Linked DNA regions of Mus musculus: all the other regions are linked to region 3. A link is a contact called in public HiChIP or PLAC-seq data. All regions are on one chromosome and are shown on one strand. Each heading gives the region's core, a stretch centred on a gene start, on an enhancer-like site or on the middle of the called end of the contact. The rest is flanking DNA. Distances are from core to core; before and after follow the strand shown.

The links. HiChIP or PLAC-seq counts read pairs in DNA pulled down with a chosen protein or histone mark.
Region 1: an H3K4me3 HiChIP or PLAC-seq map of forebrain shows a contact between it and region 3, with 8 times the contacts expected there. The contact joins the enhancer-like site here to the promoter of Trim35 in region 3. A contact is called at or near these places in 5 of 39 promoter capture datasets (the 3T3-L1 cell line, cranial neural crest, frontonasal cranial neural crest and 2 more), 1 of 15 datasets of contacts at CTCF or cohesin (large pre-B cells), 22 of 484 Hi-C or Micro-C datasets (B cells, the Ba/F3 cell line, the G1E-ER4 cell line and 15 more), 21 of 115 datasets of contacts at active chromatin or transcription factors (bone marrow-derived macrophages, cardiomyocytes, craniofacial prominence and 12 more) and 1 of 9 other capture datasets (embryonic stem cells).
Region 2: an H3K27ac HiChIP or PLAC-seq map of embryonic stem cells shows a contact between it and region 3, with 2.1 times the contacts expected there. The contact joins the promoter of Gulo here to the promoter of Trim35 in region 3. A contact is called at or near these places in 3 of 484 Hi-C or Micro-C datasets (epidermal suprabasal cells, nephron progenitors and trophoblast stem cells), 2 of 115 datasets of contacts at active chromatin or transcription factors (both in embryonic stem cells) and 1 of 9 other capture datasets (adipose tissue).

The regions. Positions count from the first base shown.
Region 1 is chr14:66,777,777-66,780,641 of GRCm38.p6, forward strand. No RefSeq gene overlaps it. Among named protein-coding and RNA genes, the nearest start is that of Gm5464, 90 kb to the right of the region's middle. Within about 2 kb of position 1,560, at least 4 of the 459 cell types and tissues checked have an H3K27ac peak or open chromatin away from gene starts, as enhancers often do.
Region 2 is chr14:66,007,581-66,010,819 of GRCm38.p6, forward strand. It overlaps Gulo (gulonolactone (L-) oxidase), which reads right to left and starts at 1,630. Exons shown (of 12, transcript NM_178747.3): 1 at 1,465-1,630; 2 at 459-560. The coding sequence starts at 1,467.
Region 3 is chr14:66,295,279-66,298,357 of GRCm38.p6, forward strand. It overlaps Trim35 (tripartite motif-containing 35), which reads left to right and starts at 1,747. Exons shown (of 6, transcript NM_029979.3): 1 at 1,747-2,271. The coding sequence starts at 1,792. It overlaps 1700001G11Rik (RIKEN cDNA 1700001G11 gene), which reads right to left and starts at 1,851. Exons shown (of 3, transcript NR_038077.1): 1 at 1,531-1,851; 2 at 677-866; 3 at 49-308.

The DNA of each region.
Region 1 (2,865 bases), core at 310-2,809, 480 kb after region 3:
CACACACACACACACACCCCTTCCAATTTTTGTGGTTTCTCAGATGAAGACACTGGCATATTTTCTTTGCCCACCAGTCTTAACTGAAGTGAGTCCCTAGAGAAACCCAAGATGTGCTCAAGGACAAGAGAGTCAAGCAAGGAGGTCGCACCCTAGTCCTCAGACGTCACCATGGGAAGGACTCCCTCTTCCTAGAAGGCTACTGCTGGAAATCAAATTTAGAAAGGTGAAGTGCCTACCATAATAAACTAGAAGTGTGTGTGTGCCATCTGATTAACCATCAGCCACCAGCCTGGCAGACATCAGTTAAGGCCCCCAGCCCTGCTATCTCCACTAAAGGATAGATTTTATACACAAATGCTTACCACTCCAGAACATCCAAACACTCGTAAATCCCTACTGGCTTATCTTGTGGACAAGCAGAATTACCACAGCTCTGTATGGAGCTGTGCTCCATTCTTGGGAGGCTATGGTTGGTGTGGTGTGAGGATTACTGGGAACAATGGGGAGCACGAAGAGAAGCAACCATGAAGAGTCTGACTGCAGACACTGCAACTCCAGTTCCAGAGGATGCAGAACCCTCTTCTGGCCTCTTCAGGCACTGCATGCCTCTGGTATACATACATACATACATACATACATACATACATACATACATACATACATTCATACCTTTGGAAGACCCAGGAATCTTGGTCCCAATGTCAGCGTGGTAGCAGCAGTAACAACAGAGCAGATGAGCCAATAGCAAGACGTGAACTTAAGCAGACAAAGCAACAATGCTTCCTTCCCTTTGAATTCCTATGTGTCTGACTACTGTCAGAAAGTGCCACCCATTCTGGAGTAGGGGCTCCCCACAGTCAGTCCACTCTGAAAATGGCCTCACAGATCTACCCAGTCCTGTGTCTCTTAATTGATTTCAAATCCAATAAACTTGGGCATGAGACCAACCACCTAGGGGAATGCCTGGACCTTTAGGGGAACATCAGATACCACCTGAGAATCCATCTGATTCCTAAGGACCCAAATAGTTTTTGTGATCTAATAACCTTCACAGGGGAAGGGGGCTGTGTCAATCAACTAACAAATGCAGTTTCAACTCAAGTCCAGAGTACAGTGAGCCCAAATGGTACAAGGAAAATGACTGCTCCTTACCCATTTCTTCTCCATGCCCCGAATAAACAATTAGAATGTTGCGACACAATGACAGAATTCCACACTGGCTCTCTGGCACACACAGCAAGAGCTGCTGTTGTAGGAAAGATTGAGCCCAACATCCTTGCTCTGCTCGGACAGCAAACCTCAAACTGTACCATGTCCCAAGTGGCACAGCGCAGACATCATCCGCAGCTTCACTGCACGTTCAAGGCCAGCTTGAGCTACATGATAACCAAAATAAAATGAAATGTGCAGTTCTGACCCATTTACTCAACTAAATGGGGACTGGGGATAAGGAAGTGACTGTGGCAAGCTAAGACCCCCAAAGCAAACTGTTCTGTCGCTTGGGCCTTATGACCCAGAATGTCCATGATGCATGAAATCTCCATGGAAACCAGCAGGATTGTGTGAAGACTCCGACATGCTTCAGTGGCGGCAGCATCCTGCAGGGCTGGGAAGCTTCGGATCAGAGCACTGTTCTCGCTGTCAGCCAAACATTTCCCACTTCAGAAATGGCTCCCAGCTTACAACTGGGCCTGCTAAAGACTGAACCCCCTGGCCATGACACATCCTGGGGCTCTGTGTGGCCTGAGCTGCCATTTTGAATGGGACGTGGTAGGACACAGTACCTCCCAGGGCTAGGAATTTTAAGTTCTGGGATGTATGTGTGTATGTACTAATGGTAGACTGAATCCAAGCTGAGCAGCTTCAAAGACACAACACACCCATGCAGATGCCTCGGGCTGGCCAACACCCCACCCTCATCTTCGCATTCCCTGACTCAAGCCAACCTATAAAACTAGCCTAGTCTATTTCCTATCTTTCTGAGGAACACCATGGCTTGCAGCTTACAGTCTATCACTGAGGGAAATCAGGGCAGAAACTCAGGACAGTAACTTGGAGACAGGCACTAAAGCCAAGGCCAGGGAGGAGTGCTGCTTATTGATGTGTTCTTTGTAGTTGACTCCGATTTCTTTTATGCAATCCAGGACCCCCTACCCAAAGGTAGCACAGACTACAGTGGTCTGGGCCCTCCCACATCCATTAGTAATGAAAAAAACACCTTGCCTACAGGCCAATCTGATGGAGGCAGCTTCTTAGTTGAGGCTTTCTCTTGCTGGGTGTCTTTAGTTTGTTTCAAGTTAGTAAATGCAAGTGAGCACAGCCACGTAGTGGGGATTCCTTCTCAGCCGTTGACTAAAGGGAGAAATGGACTCTGGCCCTGCCGGTGGGTGGTTCCAAGCAAAACAGGAACGGGAAATGGGCTAATAGCCCACTTCATGGTGCTCTGAAGGACAGAGAAAACCTTCAATCAACACATTGTCTGTCTTCTAAGAAGAGGTAGTCAGAGGCAGAGACTTCAACTGATTTTGGTAGAGGAGATAATGTCCCAGCAGTTGGTCAGGGAGTTGGAGAGAACAGGATTGAGGATTAGCGACCAGATATGAAGGTGGATCTGTGACTATTGATCGATGTGGAGACATGCATGCACGTGACTGGGTTTCCTCCACAGCAGAGGCTCTGGTGGTCAGGAAGGTCTGAGCAGACATCCATCCATTAATGGGAACTCTGTCCACGGAAGCTGGTCTAATTACCATCCCTGTTTAATCCCTCAACGCAAAGACCAACATTGGACATGAATCATGGGACTTCTCCCTGGGGAGATTAGCAGTTATCTGGTTGTTGTTAATTGGTCTTGACCTCTCC
Region 2 (3,239 bases), core at 380-2,879, 290 kb before region 3:
TGCTTAAATTGTATTTGCACAGGTATCTGTGCATTCCAGACTGTATGTGTACCTGTGCATAGGTGTTTGTGCATGTGTATATGTATGCATATGCACCTAGGTGTGTACATGGGTGTGCACGTGCATAGGTCTACAGGCATGTATGCTAGCACATCTGCCTGTGCCCAAGCACGCACAAATATATGCACACGTGTGTATGTGTGCATGGAGTTTATTACAGAGGTCAGGTTGGAGAGGTGAGTGTAGACATGGCTGCCCCTGGTATACTGCTGTATAGGCTTGAAGTGGGCATAGAACATTACAACAGGCTGCGGAGCAGACCTGGAGCTGGGGAAAGCAGGAAGAAGAGCCTTGCCTTTACCCAACCAGGCCAGCAGGAAGCCTCACATCCAGCGTCTTCCAGAGCGAGGGTTGTGGCTGCAGGCCGGGCAGCCCATGTGGTGTTCATGGGCACCTACCTCTCTGACCTCCCCCACTGATGTGGGCTGGTAGTACATCTCTGGACTGCAGCCATAGGTCTTCGCCCAGTTTTGGAACTGGACCCCTTTGTACCCATGGACCTATACCAGGAAGAAAGCCAGGTCTCAGTAGGCAAGCAGTCACTGTCCTCTCTGTATGTCACATCACCAACCCCAAACCCCGTAGACACAAAGAGGAGAGGACATGGCCACAGCACAGAGAGCCCCAGCTCCCTTTGGCTACTATGGTTCTTAGGTCAAGGGCCACTAGGAAGATCAAACAGCACCGGCTGCTCAGAAGCTGGCAGCCCACACCCAGCATCCTAATGCTATCTTTGATCACTCCAGGTCAGAATGGTGGGAATTCTGCCCATTCTGAAGGCCAAAGCGATAGATGGGATCAAAGACAAGGACAAATCCTGATAAGCCAGGACTCGGGTCAATTCCTGCTCCAGGTGCGCATTATGGATGGCCCAGCAGATAAGTAGGGCGGTCTGAGAAAGGGCTGGAGGAGAAGGCGCTGGAGGCAAGGGCTGGGGTCTGACTTCCCTGGCAGGGAAGGGGTATCCCTTAGGTGTTCCATGGTGGTAGCATCTTAGCCTCTAGCCTGGGAATCAGAATCATGTTTTCTGCACACCACTGTATAGCCAGCCAGATACGGTGGGTCTTCTGTGTGTCCTGGCTTATTAGATCTTACAATAATGTCACGAAACAGGACATTAGTCTTCTTTTAGCTGTCAAAATTAAGGCTCAGAGCAGTCAGGGTCTTCCCTAAGTTCACACAGAAGCCCAGTGAAGGCATTAAGAGGTCAGCCCAAGCCTTCCACTTTCATATCTCTTCTAACACCCCAACCGTTCCCCAAGTTCACTTGGGGGATCCCCAGTGGCCCCTCTGATGGCCCCAGCCTTGGTCTGACTTTACCTTCCCTCACTTGGCTCACAGATGCAGCCTGGACACAGCCGGCTGTATCTACTGGCGGTCTCACAGACCCCCTATCATTCCTACCATGATTCCAGCGATCAACAGGGTCAGACGACTTGACTTGAAGCGTTCCCACAGGAAGTTGAACAAAGCCCTGGGCAGCAGCAGATGCAGTGGTCAGGCAACCTCGGCTCTGGGTTACCTCAGGCAGAACGGGACTGGAAGTTTAGCCACAGGTACCAAGAAAGGCAGGAAACCGGTGTTGAACAGGCTCCTCCCCCTGCAAGACCCAGGCAATCTGTAAACAGCAGCTGGGTCCCGCCCCCTGCCCTCTGTCTGCGAGCTCCAAGGAAGCTCGGGAGGTGTAGGTTAAACAGCAGCATCTGTGCCCCTGAAACCCACTGCTGGAGCTCTGAGCCCAACCTTGGGAGTCCAGAGCCAAACACCACTGTCAGGCTCAGACCTAGGCTAGCTGCCTACGCGTCTGACTTTGGCCGCTTTAAAGCCAGGTACCCATGCAGCTCTTGTACTGAGCCATCCAAACACTGCCCCCCACCCCCCACTATGTTTGGTGATTGTGGGAAGGGACAGCTGAGTATAGTCTAGTGCCATTCAGAATCAGTACCCGGTATTCTACTGAAGCAGTCAGGTGGAGGCTGTTTTGGTTAAAAAAAAAAAAAAAACAAAAACAAAAACAAAAAACCCAGACTCTTCACTTGGGTCTACAAGGTACCTAAAAGCAGGGTGGGAGCCTGACACCGCTATCTTCATTTTGTGTCTCCTCCCCTGAAGGCATGGAAATAAGTCATTTCCCATAGAGTCACTTTGGATATGTTTGTTTGTTTGCTTGCTTGTTTTTTTCCAGACAGGGTTGCTCTGTGTAGCCCTGTTATCCTGGAACTCACACCTTAGCCCAGGCTGGCCTTGAACTCACAGATCTGCCTGCCTCTGCCTCCCAAGTGCTGGGATTTAAGGCAGGTTCCACCACGCCTGGCTACCATGGATTCTAAGAATAACAAAACCTCAGAGTAGGGACCACCTTCCAAAAGAGGGTGGTTATCTGTGAAGGTGAGGCTGTGCCCTGGAGTCCAAGGACCCATGAGAACTAAATAAGCTCTGGTGTAGAAAACAAAAAGGCCTTGTGCACACAGATAAGCAGGGTGGAGAAATCAGGAAAGTTTCTGGCAGTGAATCTGGTCCATGGTATGAGGTGCATGGCTGCTCTTCCTGGAATGGCTGGAGTGATGTAGTTTTACAGTCTGGTGATTCTTTGCTGTCTGATGAGGCAGACTCTGTCATATCTTCCAGGCTTACTGCTTTTACTTATTCCAGACCCTTTCCTCCTAAATGTTATGATTGATGTCTCTTGCGTTTCATTCACAACAGTGTAAGTGACTTCTGTGTGATCTTAGGGCCAGGCCAACCTTAGCTCCCACAGATGCTATGTTTACCTTAGTCAAGATCCCTAGACCATTATCTCGAACATTGTTTCAGCAAGAAACCATCTTACAGATGAAGCCATAGGTACTTAGCCAAGAGCTTCAATGTAAACCTGTTTTAAGCTTTGTGGCCTTCACGGAGCTGAGTTAATTGTTATCTGAACACTTCCCCTCAGTAATTCTGCGGTGCTTAAATATGGCTAAAGGAGAAGGACCTGGGCCAGACTCTTGAAGTCCTGGTCCAGTGCTGGTTACAATAAATCCGGTTGAGTTTCATTCTTACTGTAACCTTGATTGTTTTGTCCCTGACTGTTGTAAAGCCAGCAGGGGAGTCACCACGGCACTGAAATGTGAGGCCGACGATGACCCTCGGAGGAGGTAAGAAAGATTTTCTTTAAATAGAAATTAGGGGGCTGGAGA
Region 3 (3,079 bases), core at 497-2,996:
TGCAGGTAAAGTGGATTCCTGGTAGACAGCACATAGTAAGGCCTTGCCTTTTCATGCCATAGAACAATCCTTGCTTTTATTCCTTGATCTCTGCTTTAAACAGAAAGGAGGAGAGAGAAAGAGGAGGGGAGGCTAGAAGGGAGGTAGGCATGCCGTCCTTCTTTGCCAGGGTTTCAGCAGACACCCAAAAGTCCATGCCTTGGAAACTCAATCCTTAAATTGGAGTTGCTAATTGAAATGAGGCTTGTAGAAGGAGGTTCTTCAAATGAGGCGATGAGGGCAGAGCCCAGTCCTTGTTAGCTCTATTCCTGTGAAAGAAACCATGGCCAAAAGACCTCTGGGTCATGGTCTGTTGAGGGATGCCAAGGCAGGGAAACTCAAAGCAGGAACCTGGAAGCAGGAACTGAAGAGGCCACCATGGAGGGGGTACTGCTTAACAGGTGGCTCCTCATGGCTTGCTCAGATTGCTTCTTTATACAAGCACCTGCCCTGGGGGGGGGGGGGTTGAGGGAGTGCATGGGGGGAGGGACATAGCCCACAGGGGACTAGGCCTTCCCAAATCAATCAAGCCTCCTACAGAACCATCTTATGGATGGTTTCTTCCATAAGATGTTTTCTCCCTTCAGGTTTCCTCTTTCCAAATGACTCCAGCTTGCGTCAAGTTGACAAAACTTACCAGCATGGACTTTCCATAAACACCACCAGTGGCTTTACAGGAAGAAGTGAGATCTGAGCAGGCAGGCTTGTCTGTCTGGGCATGTGACTCTCTCTATCGCATCAAGATGCAGCAGGAAGGCTGGCACACAGTTCTTGAATATCCCTGCCTCTGGAACCTCTATTCTTTATAAACCATCCCGTCTGTGGTTCTGGCAAGAGGAATAGGAAAGAGACCCAAACACACTGCCTTTTGTAATTGTTTATCTAGTGCATTTTTTAAAAATTGTTTCATATGATCCCAAGGAATTTGCAAATCTGCAGTGCCTTGCTGAATTAGTGTGTATGTTGGGGTAAGACAGCAGCGGAAGGTTACAAATATCAACTAGGAATGGGCAGCTGGGAACATTCAGACTGCCTTTCTTGCCAGAATCCAAAGTGGATTTTTTTTTTTTTTTTAAGTGTCCCTGTGTAACCCAGGCTGGTCTCAAACTCTTGATCCTCCTGCCCCAGCCTCCCAAATGCTGAGATTACAAGCATGTTCATCACGACTTTCTCACCCTGACTTTAATGAAGATGCCACGAGCATGCTTCCCTATTAATTTCGTTCTCACACGTCCTTTTCACGGAAACCACCATTTTACACTGGAACTCATTTATCCAACCACAAGCCGGGAATCTCAACTCCTCAGGTCTTCCCGCTACCTCGAGGTGGCAGTAAGCCCGACCAAAGTCAGCGGACGACCTATGTGAGGGTTTTGAGAAACCATTCCCAGTGCTGCATGACCTCCCCCCCCCCTACTGCTTTGGGCCCAGGTTCAGACCCCACCTAGGGAGCTCAGGAGTTAAGCCATGGACATCCCTTCCCATCTATACCAGGAGTCTGAGATAGCGGGAATTGCTTAAGGATGGCGGCCCGTGGCTTCACTTCCTATTTGACAACGGAAACCCGACACTGCAGTGGGACGACAGATCCTTCCGCCTTGGAGCTAACGGAGATCGCGGACCACACCTCCTCTGGGAGACCCCGCGCAAGACGGAAGTGGGAGGGTCCACGCCCTCAAAGCCCATCCGTGATTGGTTGGAGCCGCCTTAAGCTCCCAGATCTTCAGCAGGGACAACGCCCGCAGGCTAGGCATGAAGGCGGCGACACCGGTGGTGGTGACGGCGGCTGCTCCTGCGATGGAGCCGGGCCCTTCTGTGTCCCCGGGGCCTTCGCGCTCCTTCAAAGAGGAGCTGCTGTGTGCCGTGTGCTACGACCCGTTCCGCGACGCAGTAACTCTGCGCTGTGGCCACAACTTCTGCCGCCGGTGCGTGAGCGGCTGCTGGGAGGTGCAGACGACGCCCTCGTGTCCGGTGTGCAAGGAACGAGCGGTGCCCGGGGAGCTGCGCACCAACCACACGCTCAACAACCTGGTGGAGACCTTGCTGCGCGAGGAGGCTGAGGGCGCGCGCTGGACCGGTCGCCGGTCCCCGCGCCCCTGCCGTGCGCACCGTGCCCCGCTCACGCTCTTCTGCCTGGAGGACAAGGAGCTGCTGTGCTGTGCTTGCCAGGCCGACGCCCGGCACCAAGAGCATCGTGTGCAGCCCATCAAGGACACTGCGCAAGACTTCCGGGTGAGCACCGCGCCAGCCCGCCCTGGGGACCCCCGGCCTGCCCCTCCCCCTCCTCCAGGCCTAGCAACCATCTTGCCCCCGGTCCAGGCCAATCTGAACAACGATGGGGAATAGTATGGTCTGCAGACATTTGGGCTTGGCGCGGTCATTTTAGAAATGGAAGAGGCCAGGACCTAGCAGAGTTCTAAGGCCTTGAGATTTCCCCTGCCCAGCAGTGCCTTGATCAACGGGTTACAGAGCCGTAAGAAAGGCCTGTGGCGCTTGCCTGCTGCCTTGCTCCTCTTACTCTTAGTATCCAAATATCTGGAGTTCCAGTGGTTATAATTAAACCAAGAGCAGCTGACACAGCAAAACTAGCATGGCGGGGAAGGGTGGGTGTCGGGGCTGTAGGAGATCACGCTAGGCAAGTACTTTACCTCGCAGCTGCACCCCAAGCCTACTTTTGATTTTGAGCCAAGCTCTTAAATTAGCCAGGATGGCCTTGAACTTTTCTTTGCTTGCCTCAGCCTTTCGAGTGGCTGAGATTGCAGGCTTGTGCCACCAGGCCCAGTGAAAAAGTCTTTGTTCTAAAACAGAAAAAAAAAAAAAAAAAAGGCAGACATTTTCGATAACAATTTGACCTAATCGCTTAGATATGCATGCTCCATTGCTTTCCAAAACATTCATACTGACATATTGACTGATTTTTCTTTTTTTAAAGGGTTTCTGAAATGTCCATTTTACTCTGGCAGTATCTTGTTACTTTTCTCGTTTAAAGTCATTGATGTACTGAAACAGCTAAATTTGTTTCATCAGCCACTAACACACG